2 separate regions of the Callithrix jacchus genome follow, and region 1 is linked to region 2. The links are chromatin contacts, called in public Hi-C maps. All regions are on one chromosome and are shown on one strand. Each heading gives the region's core, a stretch centred on a gene start, on an enhancer-like site or on the middle of the called end of the contact. The rest is flanking DNA. Distances are from core to core; before and after follow the strand shown. Region 1 has its middle 140 kb from the start of GALNT15. Region 2 overlaps ANKRD28 (ankyrin repeat domain 28).

Evidence for each region. A called contact is a pair of places that touch in the nucleus more often than the background predicts.
Region 1: a Hi-C map of skeletal muscle shows a contact between it and region 2, with 3 times the contacts expected there. The contact joins two enhancer-like sites. A contact is called at or near these places in 2 of 3 Hi-C or Micro-C datasets (induced pluripotent stem cells and skeletal muscle).

The regions. Positions count from the first base shown.
Region 1 is chr17:54,814,486-54,817,324 of calJac240_pri, reverse strand. No RefSeq gene overlaps it. Among named protein-coding and RNA genes, the nearest start is that of GALNT15, 140 kb to the left of the region's middle. Within about 2 kb of position 1,349, at least 1 of the 16 cell types and tissues checked has an H3K27ac peak or open chromatin away from gene starts, as enhancers often do. A contact at or near this core is called in skeletal muscle, where this site is marked.
Region 2 is chr17:54,639,402-54,642,424 of calJac240_pri, reverse strand. The region is part of intron 1 of ANKRD28 (ankyrin repeat domain 28); the gene reads left to right. Among named protein-coding and RNA genes, the nearest start is that of ANKRD28, 31 kb to the left of the region's middle. Within about 2 kb of position 1,709, at least 1 of the 16 cell types and tissues checked has an H3K27ac peak or open chromatin away from gene starts, as enhancers often do. A contact at or near this core is called in skeletal muscle, where this site is marked.

The DNA.
Region 1 (2,839 bases), core at 100-2,599, 180 kb before region 2:
TGAGAAGCAACAGAAAGGGAATTCAGAGATAATGACTCAGTTAATCTGTCTCTTTTTAAAAAAGGAGTTTTCTATTTGGTTTCCCAGAGCTCCCTGTTATGAAGGGGGCACTGGCTTTCTTAATAGCAGCTCACATGAATAAGCCAATGTTTCTATATTCCTTCTCCTCAACTGCACCTCCCTCTCCCTGTCTCCACTACCACCACCAACAATTCCTTGCTTGAGAGTTATTCTGTAAGTTTTGACACATTAATATAATATCATTCAAACAAAAGTGCATTTTCAATAAAATGCATTAACTGAAAGACCACATTTTAGAGTTTCCACATGGCTTTTTTGACCTTGATGAAAAAGTAAATTCAGAAAATCCCAACACTATCTGCCTACTCAGCTCTACAGTGGACTCCCTGGAACTTTCCCCACTGAGTCCAGTCGTCAACGAAAGGGAAGCAAGGATTAGGTGACAAATGTGGCTTCTAGCATGGAGGAAACTGGTGTCTACTCCCAAATGCCTCAATAATATTTGTGACTTAGAGTCAGCCTCAGATTCCTTGTCTTAAATGGAGTACACTTCATTCAACAAATATTTGAGCTCCTATTATGTGCCATGCACTATTCCAGACAAAACAGGCACAAAAGACAAAAATGTATGTCCTCTTACTGCTTACATTTCTACTTGGGAGGGACAAACTATAAATATAATAAATATATAAATTATATGTTATGCTAGAAGATGATACATTCTATGAAAAGAATAGAACAGGGTGAGAAGGAACAGCAAGAGAGAGGAAGAAGGCAGTTGCAGCACTGCATAGCACCATACGTGAGAAGGTCATGCTTGCACAGACATGGAGAAGGTCATGCTTGCACAGACATGAAGGAGGTGAGGGAATGAGCCACATGGATATCTGGGGGAGAGTATGGTTGGCAGATGAAACAATGAGGGGAAAGGCCTTGAGGTGAGACGTGTTTGATAAGTTCAAGGAACAACAAGGTTATTGCATCTGTTGAGGACGGAGGGAGGGAGTGAATAGTAGGAAATCAGATACATAAAGGGCCGGGGGGGTAGAAGCTCATCATGTAGAGCCTTTAGACACTGGCAGGCTTTGGCTTTACCTCTGATTACGGGAGAGCCACTGGAGAGTTCTGAGCAAAAGAATGACATATTCTGATTTACTTTTTAACAGGATCCCTCTAGCCTCTGAATTAAGAATAGATTTGCATGGGGCAAGGACAAAAGCAGAGTCTAGTTCAACAGTCCAGGAAAGAGACAATGATCTAGGCTTGATTTCCTTTTCTTATTGTGGGCTCTCTTGAGTCGATGGCAAATAAAATTAAAACTTGAGGGAAAGGACAAGGGAAAGGTAAATAATTTTTCCTGTTTTGTTTGACATGTCTACCCTGTGCTGGGCTGTGGCTGGAGGCTGGACGGGTTCCAGCTGACCTTTCTTTGGGGTTCTGACTGACGGGATGGAGGTGGAGAAAGGAAAACCGTTTGCTTGCTTCCAGGCTTGCTTGTTGGCAACTGCTCATCTTAGAGAAGTGGCTGGCGGCTGAGGGAAACCTGACCCTTGGCTGGATGTGTATTTTAGGGAGATGGGTGACTGTGCACTTTTTGAACAAGAAACTCAGCCAGCCCATCAATAATGACTGGATTTTAAAGACTGCAAATACTTCTTGACTAAGAGGGCTGGTATCCAGGTCCCTCCAAAAGGGTATGGGGAGGAGCCTGCAGTCAAGGCACATGGGAGGATCTTGGAGTGGGAGGATGCATGGGCTGTAAGTTCTCCTGGGCTTCTGATGTTCCATTGTCAGTTCCCTCACACACGATGCATGGAAAATCCAGGGCCTGCCACATTCAAGGAAGGACTCAATGAACATTATAAAGGGAACAGGAAGGACTGGCCACTGTGCATCACTCAAGACACACATCAAATACAGGGAATGACATAATTACCAGTTATAATGATATAATTACCAATTATAATGATATAATTGACTTGTCTTGTTCCTCTAAACATATGGAACCCCCAGACAAATCTACTCCATCAAGGGCTTTTGTAGGTTGTGGTTTTGGAAATCAAAGCTTACTGTATTTTACATAGACCTTTAGGAACCCTAAGAAAATTTAAATTTTAAAAGATGATGCACAGTATTGACTATTGAGCCTTTTCTAAGTAAGTGACTTCCTTCTTTTCTTTTTCTCTTCCCCACCCACTGCCTTCAAGACTCTTACTGTTTCTTTTAACCAACACCTGTTGGGTACCTCCTATGTACCAAACATGGAACTCAGCTCCAGATGTTCAGAACTGAGTTGTTCAAAGCCCTTGTCCTTCCACTGTGTTTGTTCTAGGAAGTAGAGGAAAATTCACAGAACCCTAATGCATTGTGAAGAAGGGCTGTGACAAAGGACCCCAAAGAAGGGATAGATTCATCCCCGAACTCGGTCTTGGAGGGTGAGATAAAGAGGGAAGTATATTCATGGCAGAGTAAATAATAGCTAATAGTTACAACTGGCCCTCCCTCCTAAAATATGTGCAAATGAATATATACTTCTGTAAATTATACTGATAGAATGTGTACACGATTTATAAAAAATAATGAAATATATAACACTCATTATTGCAAATTCCATTTAGCCAATTAAGTCTCACAAAATGCTTTGAATGATTTTGCTGAACTCTTGTATCCATAGCCAATCTACAGCTGCAACTGACGAATGTATCTGTGAGAGATATGTTGATCCTTTCATTCACATTAATAAGATAAAAGTGAGACAAAAATGTATATCAGAACTTCACTCACTAGTCAACGACATGAGTAACTACAACTAGTTTGC
Region 2 (3,023 bases), core at 460-2,959:
ATTTACCTAATCTTGAGCTTAAAGATTCCCAAAGACTAGGGAGAGACACTTTTGCTCAGCACTCCTACACATAAGGAATTTTAAATTTAGGCATATAATTATGTCATGGGCTTTCTAAATACTAAAATGCAAAATGATATTTTCACTCACCACATTTAACTTTGAATATATTTCTGCTAATACTGCTGAGAATGCAGAGAAATTGGTTCTAGTATTCTGTATTTCCCTGTAGCACTATCTGAAGTGATCTTATTTGTCTGTATGTTTATGAAATGTCTCCCTCTACTGGAACGTGAGTTCTTCAAGGGAAAATAAGATGTCTTATTTACTGCTGTTATCTCCAGCACCTGTAACAATGCTTTGGCATATAGTGAACACTCAGTTGCTGGATAATGAATTCTGATTGTGTCTATATAGGACCTGGCATCCATGTTTTTAAAAACTACTTAAGGTTATTTTGATGTATACTCCCAAGGTTGAAGAATAGTAGTCTATCTTCCCTCTGTGGTGTGCATGAGATACAGAAGATATATATTATCCTTTTAAGAAGATCGTTCTCTTGAAATTGGTAATCTGACTGAGTTCCCCAGAAGGAAGAGTTTTTTAGTTTACCACTGTTATCCAGTTTTTTTTTGAAGGTAGAACTTAGAACGTGCACTTGCTTTCCATCAAATAATTAACAGGAAAGGTGGGAAGATAGAGCTAAAAATGAACTTACTCCTTGTTTTGTAAAAGAAAAGGGAAGGTCAGACTTCGTAGATGAGTTTCCTAAAACAGTGATTTTTAATATTGAGGGGAGGGTGATTCTGCTTCTCAGGGGAATTTGTCAATGTCTGTAGATACTTTTTGTTGTTACCACTGGGAGGGATGGAAGGATACTATTGGCACCTATTGGACAGAGGCCAGGGATGATGCTAAACATCCTTTAGTAGACAGGACATTCCTCCATAACAAAGAATCATTTGGTCTGAAATGTCAATATTTCAAAGATGGAGAATCCCTGCTCCAAAACAAGCTGCTTGGAGAAGAGACCGGTAGTTTTGTGGAGTTTGGATCTGGCACATATGCACAGTAGGCTTTGGAGCCAAACAATGTCTTGTGTAAAGAAACATGTAGGTGGGGATTGGCTTTTATTATATATACTCAGGAGTTTGATCTTGACCAACCTTGTTTAGTTTGGGGGAGATTGTTTACTCTCAGATTTTATAATTTGCTTAAAAGGGCTCACAGAACTCAGCAAAGCAGTTAAATTCATGGTATGATTTATTACATTAAAGGAATACAGTTTAAAACCAGCAATGGGTAAAAGTGCATAGGATAAAGGTCCAGAAGAGTTTCAGGCACGAACTTCCAGGTGTCCTCTCCCAATGGAGTTGTGCAGACAGTGCTTGCTTCTCCCAGCAACAATATATGGTGTATTGCCAACAATCAAGGAGTATTGCCAACCAGGGCCACCCACCTGAAGTTTGCTGTCCAGAGTTTTTATTGAGAAGTCAGTCACAACTGTGTGGTCACAGTTGACCACACCTGTGGCTGATGTTAGTGTCCATCTCCTCCAGAGGTCAAGCTGATACTGCGTGACTTAAAGCCCACCAAAAATCATATTGTTAAGGCTATCTGGCATGGAAAAAGGCCCCCAGGTAAACAATGACTCTTCATCAAGCAGGACATTCCAAGGGCTTAGTGGTTACCTTCCAGGAGCTGAGCAAGAGCCAAACCTTTCTTTGGCCAAAATTACTGCAGCAATCCCCAACCTTTTTAGCACCAGGGACCAGTTTCATGGAAGACAGTTTTTCCGTGGATGGGGGCGGTGGGGGTAGGATGGTTTGGGGATGAAACTATTCCACTACAGATCATCAGGCATTAGTTAGTCTCATAAAGAACACACAACCTAGATCCGTCACATGTGCAATTCAAAATAGGATTCACAGTCCTATGAGAATTTAATGCTGCACTGCTCTGACAGGAGGCAGGATTCAGATGGTAATGCATGCTTGCTCACTGTCTGCTGTCCAGCCCAGTTTCTAACAGGCCCAACGGCTAGTGGTCCTAGGCCCAGGGGTTTGAGACCCTGGTCTAAGAGACTTTTCAAAGTGTGGTCCATGAACCCCTGGGAGTCCCTAAGGTCAAAACTGTTCTCAATAATAATAATAATAAATAATAATAATAAAATGTTATATGCCTTTTTTACTTTGACATTTGGACTAATAGTACAAAAGTAATGGTATCTACTATGTATTATGAATCAAGTTAGTGGCACCAGACTAGTAGTCTGTGGTTTTCACTGCCCTGATCATAGTTAAGGAGAGAAAAGCCTATTTCCCTTAAGACTGTTTTTAAGTGTTAGTTACTTATATTACACTTGACCATGGGGTATCTGTATGATAAAATGAGTATATACTGCACAGGAAAAATGCTTATGTGATTGAGTTGCTAACTGGACTAGTCTTTTTTTTTTAAAAAAAATAGAATACCTTTTTACTTGAAAAACAACTAACATTATGCTTATTCAGATTAGACTCTTTGGCAAACCTTTTATTGAAAATATTTCTTGAAAAGGAACAAAGTAAATTCATCACTTCAAGGAAAGCAACTCTCAATATTTGTTACAGATGGTGAAAATTTGACCTTCCAAGCAAAAATTATAATTTAGGTAGCCACCTTGAGCTTGATATTTCAGGCAACATGTAGGAAAACCGTAATGAAAATTATTTAGAGGAAAAGAGACTCTCTGCAAATGTTTTCTTATCTATATAAGAAAAATCCTTAATCAGGATTACCTTGATTTAGAGTCTTGGCCTTTATTACGTCTTTATAAAGAGTAAGCTTTACCATACATAAAGACTTTTCTGGTGGCATTGGTAGAATATTAATAAATGTGACTTTTGATATTGTATATCATGAAATCTGTCAGTAATTGAAAACCTGCCTAACCAGGGAACCAGCATTTTCCAAATGACTGATGCATGATATTGTAAAATCACACATGGGTAAAAAGATCCATTCAAAGTGCAGTTAGACCA